Regions from separate parts of the Triticum aestivum genome. Here region 1 is linked to region 2. Evidence: chromatin contacts called from public Hi-C data. All regions are on one chromosome and are shown on one strand. The core of a region is the stretch at or near the end of the contact, and the rest is flanking DNA. Distances in the headings are between cores, read along the strand shown.

What was found. Hi-C and Micro-C count contacts between places; a contact is called where the count stands out from the background.
Region 1: a Hi-C map of leaf shows a contact between it and region 2, with 3 times the contacts expected there. The contact joins the promoter of LOC123137785 here to the enhancer-like site in region 2. A contact is called at or near these places in 2 of 5 Hi-C or Micro-C datasets (both in leaf).

What each region holds. Positions count from the first base shown.
Region 1 is chr6B:523,196,361-523,202,177 of IWGSC CS RefSeq v2.1, forward strand. LOC123137785 (autophagy-related protein 13a) reads left to right here and starts at 4,133. Exons shown (of 3, transcript XM_044557630.1): 1 at 4,133-5,638. The coding sequence starts at 4,484.
Region 2 is chr6B:522,866,494-522,872,102 of IWGSC CS RefSeq v2.1, forward strand. No RefSeq gene overlaps it. Among protein-coding and RNA genes, the nearest start is that of LOC123134350, 6.5 kb to the right of the region's middle. Within about 2 kb of position 4,353, at least 1 of the 8 cell types and tissues checked has an H3K27ac peak or open chromatin away from gene starts, as enhancers often do. A contact at or near this core is called in leaf, where this site is marked.

The DNA.
Region 1 (5,817 bases), core at 2,883-5,382, 330 kb after region 2:
GAGGGAGAAGGAAAGGGGGGTCGTGCCCCCTCCCCTAGTCCAATTCGGTTTGGCTAGGGGGGGAGCGCGCCACCTCCTGGCCGTCGGCCTCCTCTTCCCAGTAAGGCCCATGAAGGCCCAATACTCTCCCGGGGGGTTCCGATAACCTCCCGGTACTCCAGAAAATGTCCAAACCTATCCGAAACCTTTTCAGTGTCTGAACATAACCTTACAATATATCAATATTTATGTATTGACCATTTCGAGACTCCTCGTCATGTCTGTGATCTTATCCGGGACTCCGAACAAACTTCGGTCATCAAAAACACATAAGTCTTAATACAAATCGTCATCGAACGTTAAGCATGCGTACCCTACGAGTTCGAGAACTATGTAGACATGATCGAGACACATCTCCGATCAATAACCAATAGCGGAACCTGTATGCTCATATTGGCTCCTACATATTCTACGAAGATCTTTATCGGTCAAACCGCATAACAACATACGTTGTTCTCTTTGTCATTGATATGTTACTTGCCCGAGAGTCGATCGTCGGTATCATCATACCTAGTTCAATCTCGTTACTGGCAAGTCTCTTTACTCGTTCCGTAATGCTTCATCCCATAACTAACTCATTAGTCACATTGCTTGCAAGGCTTATAGTGATGAGCATTACCGACAGGGCCCAGAGATACCTCTCCGATACACGGAGTGACAAATCCTAATCTCGGTCTATGCCAACCCAACAAACACCTTCGGACACACCTGTAGAGCATCTTTATAATCACCCAGTTACGTTGTGATGTTTGATAGCACACAAGGTGTTCCTCCGGTATTCGGCAGTTGCATAATCTCATGGTCAGAGGAACATGTATAAGTCATGAAGAAAGCAGTGATAATAAAACTGTAACGATCATAATGCTAAGCTAACGAATGGGTCTTGTCCATCACATCATTCTCCTAATGATGTGATCTCGTTCATCAAATGACAACACATGTATATGGTTAGGAAACATAACCATATTTCATTGACGAGCTAGTCAAGTAGAGGCATACTAGGGACACTATGTTTTGTCTATGTATTCACACATGTACTAAGTTTCTGGTTAATACAATTCTAGCATGAATAATAAACATTTATCATGATGTAAGGAAATATAAAAAACAACTTTATTATTGCCTCTAGGGCATATTTCCTTTAGGAGCATGTTCTCAATTCCAAGGGCTCGATCAATGGTCATCGAGTGCTCAACTGCAACAGGGCGCGTGGGCATTTGACACTGATGGTCGACTACTTTGCCCCTGATGCACTATTCACTGACCATTTTCGTCGGCATTTTCGGATGCGCAAGACTGTCTTCGATCGTTTGTAACATGGCGTCCGGCCCTACGATGACTACTTCATCCCGAAGAAGGACATCATGGGAACGATTGGCTTCTCTAGTTACCAGAAGTGAATGGCCACACTTCAGATGCTTGCATATGGCACGACCGTTGATTCATGGGACGAGTACCTACGGATGTCTGAGAGCACATGTGGAGATGCCATGGTCAGGTTTGCAACTGTTGTGGTCAAGGTGTTCGGACCTCAGTACCTGAGAACCAACTGTGGCAGACACCGAGAGGCTCCTGACAATCTCAGAAGCAATAGGGTGGTCTGGTTTGCTTGGATCTCTTAATTGCATGCATTGGAAATGGAAGAGTTCCCCGAAGACTTTACAAGGGCAATATCAGGGTCATGTTAAGAAGCCCACCATCATTCTTGAAGCAGTAGCATCACATGATCTTTGGATTTGTCACGCTTTTTTGGCATGCCCGGGTCTCAAAATGACATCAATGTGCTGCAACAATCGCCGTTGTTTGCGAGACTGACTGGATAAAAAGCTCCTTTTTGCCACTATACTGTCAATGGACATGAGTACAACATGGGCTACTATCTGGTTGACGGTATCTATCCTCCATGGGCTATCTTTTTCAGCACCATCTTAAACCCAATTGGCCAGAAAAAGGCCCATTTTACCCAAAGACAAGAGGCGGCTAGAAAGGATGTCGAGAGGGCATTTGGAGTTCTTCGGGTGTGTTTTTGCAGTTGTTTGTGGACCTGCAAAACTATGGGATTCGGAGACCTTGTGGGAGGTGATGATGTTGTGTGATCATCCACAACATGATCGTCGAGGACGAGGGTGACGATGCTGCCGCAGCTCTGGAATTTGAGAACATGGGTGATCCTATCCAACTTTCGGACCAGAATCCGGCCACATTTGAGGAGTTTATTCAAATGCATCAACAAATTCCGCATCGACCAACTCACGAGCAGCTCAAGGAAGATCTGATTGAGCATGAGTGGGCGGTGAAAGGGGAGAACAATGTTGGGATGTAAATATTTGAACTAGTGCTGCATGCGGCTATTTGAACTCTGTGCCCTTTGCATGTGGCTACTTGATCGTGCAGACTGAGATTTTTTTGAAAGGCCGGATGTATGCAACCACAGTTGGTTGTCGATCTCGTGCATCCGTGTCCGCGGACTAATCCTCTGTCCGTGGACGGATGCGGGAGATTTTTTGCAGGTTGCCGTTGGAGATGGCCTAATGTCGACAACGCGGGTTCAAGTTCCTCATCTCTTATAAGAATAAGACAGGGGAGTCTCTCCTCTGTTGTCATTCTCATTCAACAGTAAGACTGAGCCTAAGGTTCAAGTATGTCCGAATCCATAGTACTCCTGCATGATTGTATTGTGGAGTGGGTTTTGTCTAGAGGACGAGTAGAGATCAAATGCAAGCATCCATGTTTGTCTGGGATATTTATTACTCCCTTCATTCCACAATGTAGTGCGCTTGCGCTTATCGAGATTCAAGTTTGACCATAAATTAACAAACGAGACCGACTGCAGCGGGAGCAAAAACTATACCACTGAATTCATATTTTTGACATGAATTTAGTGATATAATTTTTGCTCCCGACGTAATCGGTCTTGTTGGTTAAATTTACAGTCAAATTTGGATCTCGGTAAGAGCAGGTACAATAGAGCTGAGTCAGCTGGCTATAAGAAATAAACTAGTATATTTTTACTTAGTTGGAGGAAAGAGAAGAAGAGAGAGAAGATAAGCGGGCTCTTGGTGAAGAGCCAGCTCTAGCACGTGCTCCTAGTCACTTTGTGAGAGTGAAACGTGGGCCATATAATAAAAAAGTAATACACTCTTCTAATCAACTATTGTACATATTGGCTATAAGATGGGCTATAGATGACATGGCAATGGCTTATAGCCAGCAGTTGGCTATACTATTAACCATGCTCTAAGTGCGGACGCACTACATTGTGGTATGGAGGGAGTAATGAAAATTACACGTCTGTCCAAACATAGCCTTGAACGAAGTGAATTCTGAAGTAAAGAAAATTCCAATCAAAGGAAAACATGCAAACTTTATTTTGATTAGGACCAAATGAAACAATAACACAACTATCGAAAAAAAATGTTTTCTTCGACTCATTTTAATTGACGTTTCTAAATCTAGGATAAATACGAGCATCATGATTTAAACCCAGATAGACTGTAAATACTATTATACACCTAACCATCTCAAACACAGGTTAACACACGTTGGTTGGTTTGCGGGAGTATGCACACACTGTTGGAGGACCCTATCCCGTCCCATGTAGATGTGGTACTACAAAAGTCCAAAGCAATTACGAAGCCCTCTTTCGGAAGGGACGAACACGCCTGTCTCGCGCTCCTCCACACGCCAAAGCAACAACAGTCCCAGTACTATTATAGGCTGATTGATAGGTAAACGAGGGAGGGAATCAAAGGAAGGAAATATTATTATTCATTCAGCCATCCCTTCAAAGCTTCCTCCCTTCCTTCTCCACTCCACCAAACAAGCTCCAAACGTGCACGCGGCCAACGTGCACGGCACAGCCACGCCAACAGCAGCCGCATCTTAATTCTTATCATCATCGGTCCAAAATTTACACTTCACCAACCCAAATTTGACAAAATTTGGCAAAACTATCTTTGACTCTTTTTTTTTTGAATGACACACACAGAGAGAGAGAGAGAGAGAGAGAGAGAGAGAGAGAGAGAGAGAGAGAGAGAGAGTCTGTCTTCTTATCGCAACGCAAATCATTGGAACTGGTGAAGTGGTGATGATGAGATGCCTTGCTCGCCGCACCTAAAACGAAACTGATTGCGGCGTGACGGACGCCAACAGCGACCACCCGTTCGCGCGATTCAAAACCACGAACCAAATTCCCCAATCCCACGGTCGTGCACGCCAAAACGAACGAACGACATATCCGAACTCCTCCTCCTTCCCGAGCAAGCCAGGTCCCGGTCCCGGTCGTGCGCGGATCCGCCTTCTCCAATCCGATCGCCCCTGGCGCGCCATCGAGCCCAGATTTATGCGGCCGTACTGCCGCGCGCGCCCCAGCCATGCAGCAGAGTAGCAGCGGGGAACAGGGTTTGACTGCCGCGGAGTTGCGGGGAGTAGTAGATTGGTCGCAATGGCGAGCCTGTCGGACTCTGGTGGTGGTGGCGGCGGCGGCGGCCGGTCTGGCGCGGAGCTGATGGTGCCGCAGTTCCACCTCAAGGCGCTGCACGCCATCCTCGCCGCGCGCGCGCCGCGCCCGATCGCGCCGGCGCCAGCGTCGGCGGCGGTGCGGAGGCGGGACAGGTGGTTCCACCTGCCGCTCCACGCGCCGCCCGCGGCGGAGCACGTCCCGGAGCCGGCCCTCGGGGAGCCGGTCGTGGTGGACGTGTACCTGGCCCCGTCGGCCGGCGGGGAGGAGGAGGAGGTGGTGGAGAGGTGGACGGTGGCGTGCGAGCCCTGGTCGGCTGGGGAGAGGGCGGCCGCCGAGGCGGGGGAAGGGCTGGCCGTCAACAGGGCGTACAAGCGCTGCATCACGCTGCTCAGGTCGCTCTACACCACGCTCCGCCTTCTCCCGGCGTACCGCGTCTTCCGCACGCTCTGCGCGTCCGGCCAGGGCTACAACTACGAGATGGGCCACCGCGTCGGCTCCTTCGCCGCCCCTTTCTCCCGCGCCGACGAGGCGGCCATGCGCACCCGCGGCTTCCCCCCCGTAGAGACCCACCTCGGCCGCCTGGTCGTGTCCGTCCAGTACCTCCCCAGCCTCGCCGCCTACAACTTCGAGATCACGTCTCTCTCCTCCGCCATGCTCATCACCGATTACGTCGGGAGCCCGGCAGCGGAGCCTATGCGCTCCTTCCCGTCGTCGCTCACAGAGCCTGCCAGCTCGGCCTTGCCGCTGCCCTCACGCCGCCCCAACAGCTGGGCGTCGCCTGCTGGTGCCTACTGGCCACAGTCGCCCGGGCAGCACGCCAAGTTCTCACCGCCCCCAACGCTGTACGCGTCTCCCACGCCATCTCCTCCCACGTTCGGTGGCGGCTACCTGCAGTCGCGGCTGTGCGGGGAGACCGCACCAATGAGCATACCGCAAGCGGGCGGAGGGAGGGGCCCTGTCCAGTATCGGAACATGTCCGATCCCAGCAGGGGGTTCATGCTACCTCCACCTTCACCCAAGAGCGTGCGAGGGGAGGCACGGTCACACGAGTCACTCACAGAGAGCGGCCGCTCATCCCGGAAGGCAGAGGGGCTCCGGATAGCCGATCTCTACGCTAACTTGCCTGCTGCTCCAAAGGTGATTCCTCGCGTTTGCAATGCATATGCTTAACTGATGATGTTTGTGTGCATAACTGAAAACTCAAGGACAGTACAGATTGTTATGGTATCCGAAATGCAGCCTGGACGGAGTTTATAAGGGTGGTTGATATGATATTGTGTCAAGTAGGGTGGAATCTTGGTAATTTTAGTAGTCCC
Region 2 (5,609 bases), core at 3,103-5,602:
GTGACCTTCTAAACTGTTTAGATTAAATGAATTAGATTAGAGAAAAATGATATAGGATCTTATGTACCTTTGTTGTCTGAATGTATGTGAAGGATAGATGAAACTTGTCGTGTGATACGATCTAGTCGGTGAGATATATAGTAAGGTCAGCGTACATGCTCAGGACCAGAGTTACAGCACGTTGTGAGCTCCCGCACTTTTTGGCCTGGTAAAAGACCTTCCCAAAGAAAAGAAAAAAGTCTTTATAGGATTGAGATGTAGCTCGGGCCTATAATAGCTTAAAGTATGTATCTTCCTTGCCACTCTCCTACATAGCAGAGTACAGACTACAGTATACAGTGGACAAGAAACCCATCTTCACTTAGCATTCCATGCTAACTAACCTGATTGCCATTGCAAATAATCAACTCGTGAATATTTTTCCGAAAATTTTCCAGAACCATACTTCAATAGTCTTCACTTAGCATTCCATGCTAACTAACCTGCAGCAGAAAAAGAAAAAGAAAAAGAAAAAACAGATTTAGGACGACTTGAATTGACCAAATGAAGAAGGGTGACAGGGAGGAAAAATATGCAGATACAACAGCCTTGGTGGAGAACAGGAGAGGCATGGCCGGTGGACATGGTATTTCCGGAGGAAGAAGGGGGAAAGGTATAAAGGGACGGGACGTACTCATATCATAGGAGTGCAAAATTGTATCGCACCTCGACCATCCGCCGGCACCGTTCCCTCGAGTGCCATTAATTGCTATACGAAACATACAGACGTCTGCTTGCTTGACTCCTCTTTTGAAAAACGACGGATGAACTTCCCTGCATCAGTCGGTGAGACCTTCTTCACATCGATTGGCAAGGCCCCATGTCACCTATCTCGGCCGCTTGCCACTGCATCTCCCCAAGTCACCTAGCATCACACTGCGCCGCTCTGAATTTCCTCGCTTCCAGTCGTCTCTGGTACAGCGCTAGATCAGATCGAAGCTTCTTTGGGAGGTGTAGCGACGGAAAGGGTGAGTAAAAAGTTATAGGGGAGGGGGCATATATACACGTACCTGCACCCTTCGGCAGTGGAAAAGATCGGCACATCAGCCACCATGAATGTGTGAATAGAAACTGAAGTATTATTGCCTCTTTCAAGTTTCAGCGGAGCAGTTTCGATCAGATGAAGCATCGGCCTGTCCTCTGGACCGAGCCGCCCCCGCGTACCCTGCATCGCGCGCAAGGGATGGATCCCCTCGGAGATCAATCGCCCGCGTCACCCGCATCAAGCATCTGTCCTGTTGACCTTCCCTCTGGCAGGGACCGAACGATTTTTCTTCGGGAGGCTAGGGATTCGGCGCTCAGGTCGACGATCTGGCCCTAGAGCGTGCGGGTTAGACAAATGGGCCGGCACAAAAGCCCAGTGCACCACATATCTCCGTTTTTTCTTCCGGAGTAGAGGCCCTTTAGGACAGTTGGGCCAGGAAAAAGAAACTGCGGTAGAGCTCGACATTGGCAGCAGATCTAACGGCTCAGATCGACCAGATCACGCGAATGGACGTCCATAAACACTCAAGTCGTGAGAAGGCTTCCTTTAGGCTCAGTTTTACTGTCCTTAATAACTAATGTTATCAATTTAAGATAGCATATCATTACGTAAAATTGTGGACTTAGGAAAATAAGTAGGAAAAGGTGAACTTATTGTCATGCATGTTGGATGTTGCTATTCTCATTGTTACAAAAGTATCACCCTTTAATTGTCAGCAAAACATCATGAAGAAGAGAAGAAGAAACTCTCTGACATGCTATTGCTATCATTTGTATCTTGCTATCTGTAGGACACACATAGAAAGAACTTTGAACTGCTAATGAAATTGTTGACTCGGTATCTGACTGTAAATATAGTAGATGTACATTTTTATAAATTTTGCACACACAAAACACATGCGATCACGTCATCCTAAATATAGTAGATGTACATTTTTATAAATTTTGCACACAAGAACACATGCGATCACGTCGTCCACGTGCATGGCACATGCATGCAAAAAGCCGTGTACAACTTGACGTGACCCTAACAGCTAAATGCAGAAACAAAATCACATCGTCCACGTGCATGTCCGATGCACTCGCGCAATCGCGTACAGTACCCCTAACAATTAAACGAAAACACATCGGGCAAAAACGTCGCCAACGTGCATGGGCCATGCACACACACAAGCATGTACTGCTCGGGGTAACTTCAACAACTGAGCATACAATATTCCCCAACCAGATAAATCAGATTTAATTTTAGTACATCCGACCAACCCTGAGAAGACAAAACTGATTTTTCTTTTGACGGAAAAGACAAATTTGATTTGACTTCACTACATCCGATCAAATTCTGACAGCTACCTATTTAGACCCGTACACAGCCCATCATGCAACACCCTTCTCCGATCTACATGAAATCAGGACATGCAATACATGCCCAAAGTTTAGAACATTCTATTTTGCTGTCTAGCCACAATCTATATGAACTTAGCTGGAACAGGCTACAGAATATTCGCACATACAATGGAACCAAAGAAAAAAAACATAGCTAGATTAAAAATATGTAACTGAAGAAACAAAGAAATACCGGACGGCAACACAGACACACATGGCCACAAGAAGCGGAGCTTCCACCGGAACTGATAGTGCGAGGAGCGCACTCCTCTGCCTCGCCCTCGGCCTCCGGGTGCAACCTGATCCACCCCTCTATGTCTCTACCAGATGGCGACGGCCGAACTGCACGGTGAGACAGAGCAGGCAGCAACCGCACGGCGCCCCTCGACGCGTAGAACCGTGATGCTCCAGCGGAACGCTCAATCTGGGAGAGGAGGAGGAGTGTAGGAAGAGAGAGGGTCGAGAGATTGTCCCTCCATGAATGCCTGCTCTCCTTACTGGACTTGTGAGGCATCGCCTCGACAAAAGAAACAAGGGAGAGATGTCCCCCTCATAGCCCCTGCATCAGCGCGCATGTGCTCCAGCTCCGGCCCTGACATGCAGTGAAGGAAAGTCCGGTCTGAGATGCAACGTCTTCCGTCAGATACATCACCCGGCCCAGCCTCGTCGACGCGCCAAGCACGTCTGTAGAACGACAAAGTTGTGATCGGAGCACCGATTAGCTTCACGATATCAAGACAGTCGCAAAAGAAATACAAATACCTGCGATCTGCGAACAGAAGTTAGACGTCGAAGTCGAGGGCGCGGCGGCGATGGCCGGCATCCTCGTACTTGCGTACGCTCTCGTGCGAGGCGTCACCGTCATCGAAGCAGAGCGCCACCATCGACTCCGGCAGTTGCGCTACCGCATCTGCGTTTAGCCAAGCGCATGTAAGATCGCGGCGCTGCAGCACAATCTCGTCCAGTCCAGTCGGTGGTCCATGTCGCCGCACCTCCGCATGTGCTCTGGCGGTGTCAGCGACCGACAATCGTACACACCCGTCGTGCTGCCGCCGCCGTTCTTCGAGTCGCCATGGAAGGCCACAGATAGTAGGATCCTTCGACTGCATGAACCGAAGCACGAACATCACACACAGGCACAAACAGCCCAATCGCAGGCGACACACCGCGAACTCCGCTAGGCCGCGCAGCGCCGCAATCACATGTGAGTTGTGCCGATGCCCACCAGAACGGGCCACGTGCACCGCTGCGACACACTATGTGAGCCCCTCCATGGCCTCGTGCTCCCGCCACAGTGTCGCCCGAGCGGCCGTGCCCCGCGCTGGCCGTCGCCCTAGCTGGGGAGCGCGAGCTCTGATGCCACGCCGCGCCCCCGGGAGCTCACTAACCGCTGTCCGCCAGCGCCACCACTTCAGACCACATAGGCCGGAGGCCTCCTGCAACTGCAACCTCCATTCGTTGTTGCGCCTGCAGCTAGCGACGTGCCTCCTGCCCCAGATCGACGCCCAGGCAGAGAAGAAGACGCACACAATAGAAAGAAGGGAAGAAGGCCTCGCTGGTGAAACTCACCTCGCAAAGGCCTCCGCTCCGAAGGCCTCCCCGAGAAGACAGGCAAGAATGTGAGACCGGAACACCTTCCGAAGGTACACGCTGGTCCGGCAAAACACCGGAAGCAGCAGCACGGCCAGAACCACCGCGCCGGCCAACTAAAGCCCACCGCTAGCGAGGAGGCCGACCGGGACGACGCGATCGATTACGACCGGACGAAGAGGCGACCATGGAATTAATGTATCAGACACCGATGAAGACCTGACGCAACAATATGGCAAGGAAGGCAACCTATTTATAGCCCCGCGTTGTAGCATGGTACGTAGAAGTCTAACATGGGAAGGACGACAGCAATAGACGGCAAGTATTCTAGAACACGCTACAATAGTGGCACCGAGAAGGAAGAATGGCAGGCTCTTGAATCGACCATAAAAGCGGAAGCGATGGAACCCAACAGTAAGCTCTAGACAGGACGACCGAAACGACACGGCAGTTGCTGGGAATAGGACGGCACCGCGTAGACAGACAACCGATCAAGCCAATAAAGACACATACGCTTAGCAGAAGCCAATGGAAACCCGCAGAAGCACCGGACCATAGACAAAATCTTGGGCTGCGAAGTCAACCAAACTGGCTGGCCCACATACAACCTAAAACGCTAGACGGACCAATGAAAGAGCTACACACGTTGAGAAAATTTTAAACGAAAACGTAGGGACACCAGACGACTGTACACGGCCATATACCAAAAAAATAGCACGTGGCATGTTCAAACTTACCCATGGATCATTTTCATCCAAGTGGTTGAATCTCAGGGCAAAAACATTGCGTGGAATAGAGGCTTGGGTATACATTCAGTGTCCTTTTCCCTAAACAAATCTCCCTTTCACATGCCCCAGAACAAGCTCTAATATTAACTTTTGTATGGAGAAGATGAGCCTGGCTGCGCGCTCCTGATAATCCGGGCCGCGCATTACCAGGGATTGAAGGGCAGTGCCAGCGGTGTCCTCAACATCGTTTTTCTTCCTTGGAGGCATCACCTTGGAGATCTCGCCGATGGGTTTCGACGGTGTTCACGATTGATGGTAGAGCTTGGGTTTGTGGTGCTGCCGACGGGTCCTTATTTCTTTCTTTTCTTTTTGCACTGCCTTCGCGGTGCTTTCCTCCTCCGAGGACTCTTGTAACACCTTCTAATCAATGAATTTGGCAGTTCTCCTGTCAACATTCATTTTTTTTGGTTTGATACTCTTGGCCTTCGTGCCTGTCATGCGCCTGAAATGATCAAGGAGTCATGCCTGGTGAGGCTAGCCTGGGGTGACTTTGTTTTGTATGCGTCCAGGCTTGGCTTGCTATTAGAAACCTATCAATAATTGACAAGCCATGCTTTCACCATACAACAGGCAAGGAATAGTCTTGCTAAGTCTTAGTTGATTAAGAATTCGTTAAGTCTCGGTCAATGCTATATTCGTTTGATTTTACATTTTTTTGAACGGTCAAGGGGGGAGGGATCGCTCCCCACCTGAATATATTGCTCAAAAAGTTGTCGAAGCCAAGAGTCGTCCCTTAAGCTTTGGCTGATCCAGTTTAAAGGGAAACATGATCGAAAACCTGAATAAGTTGGTCCCGTTTATGAGGAAAACCGGACCGAAAATTGT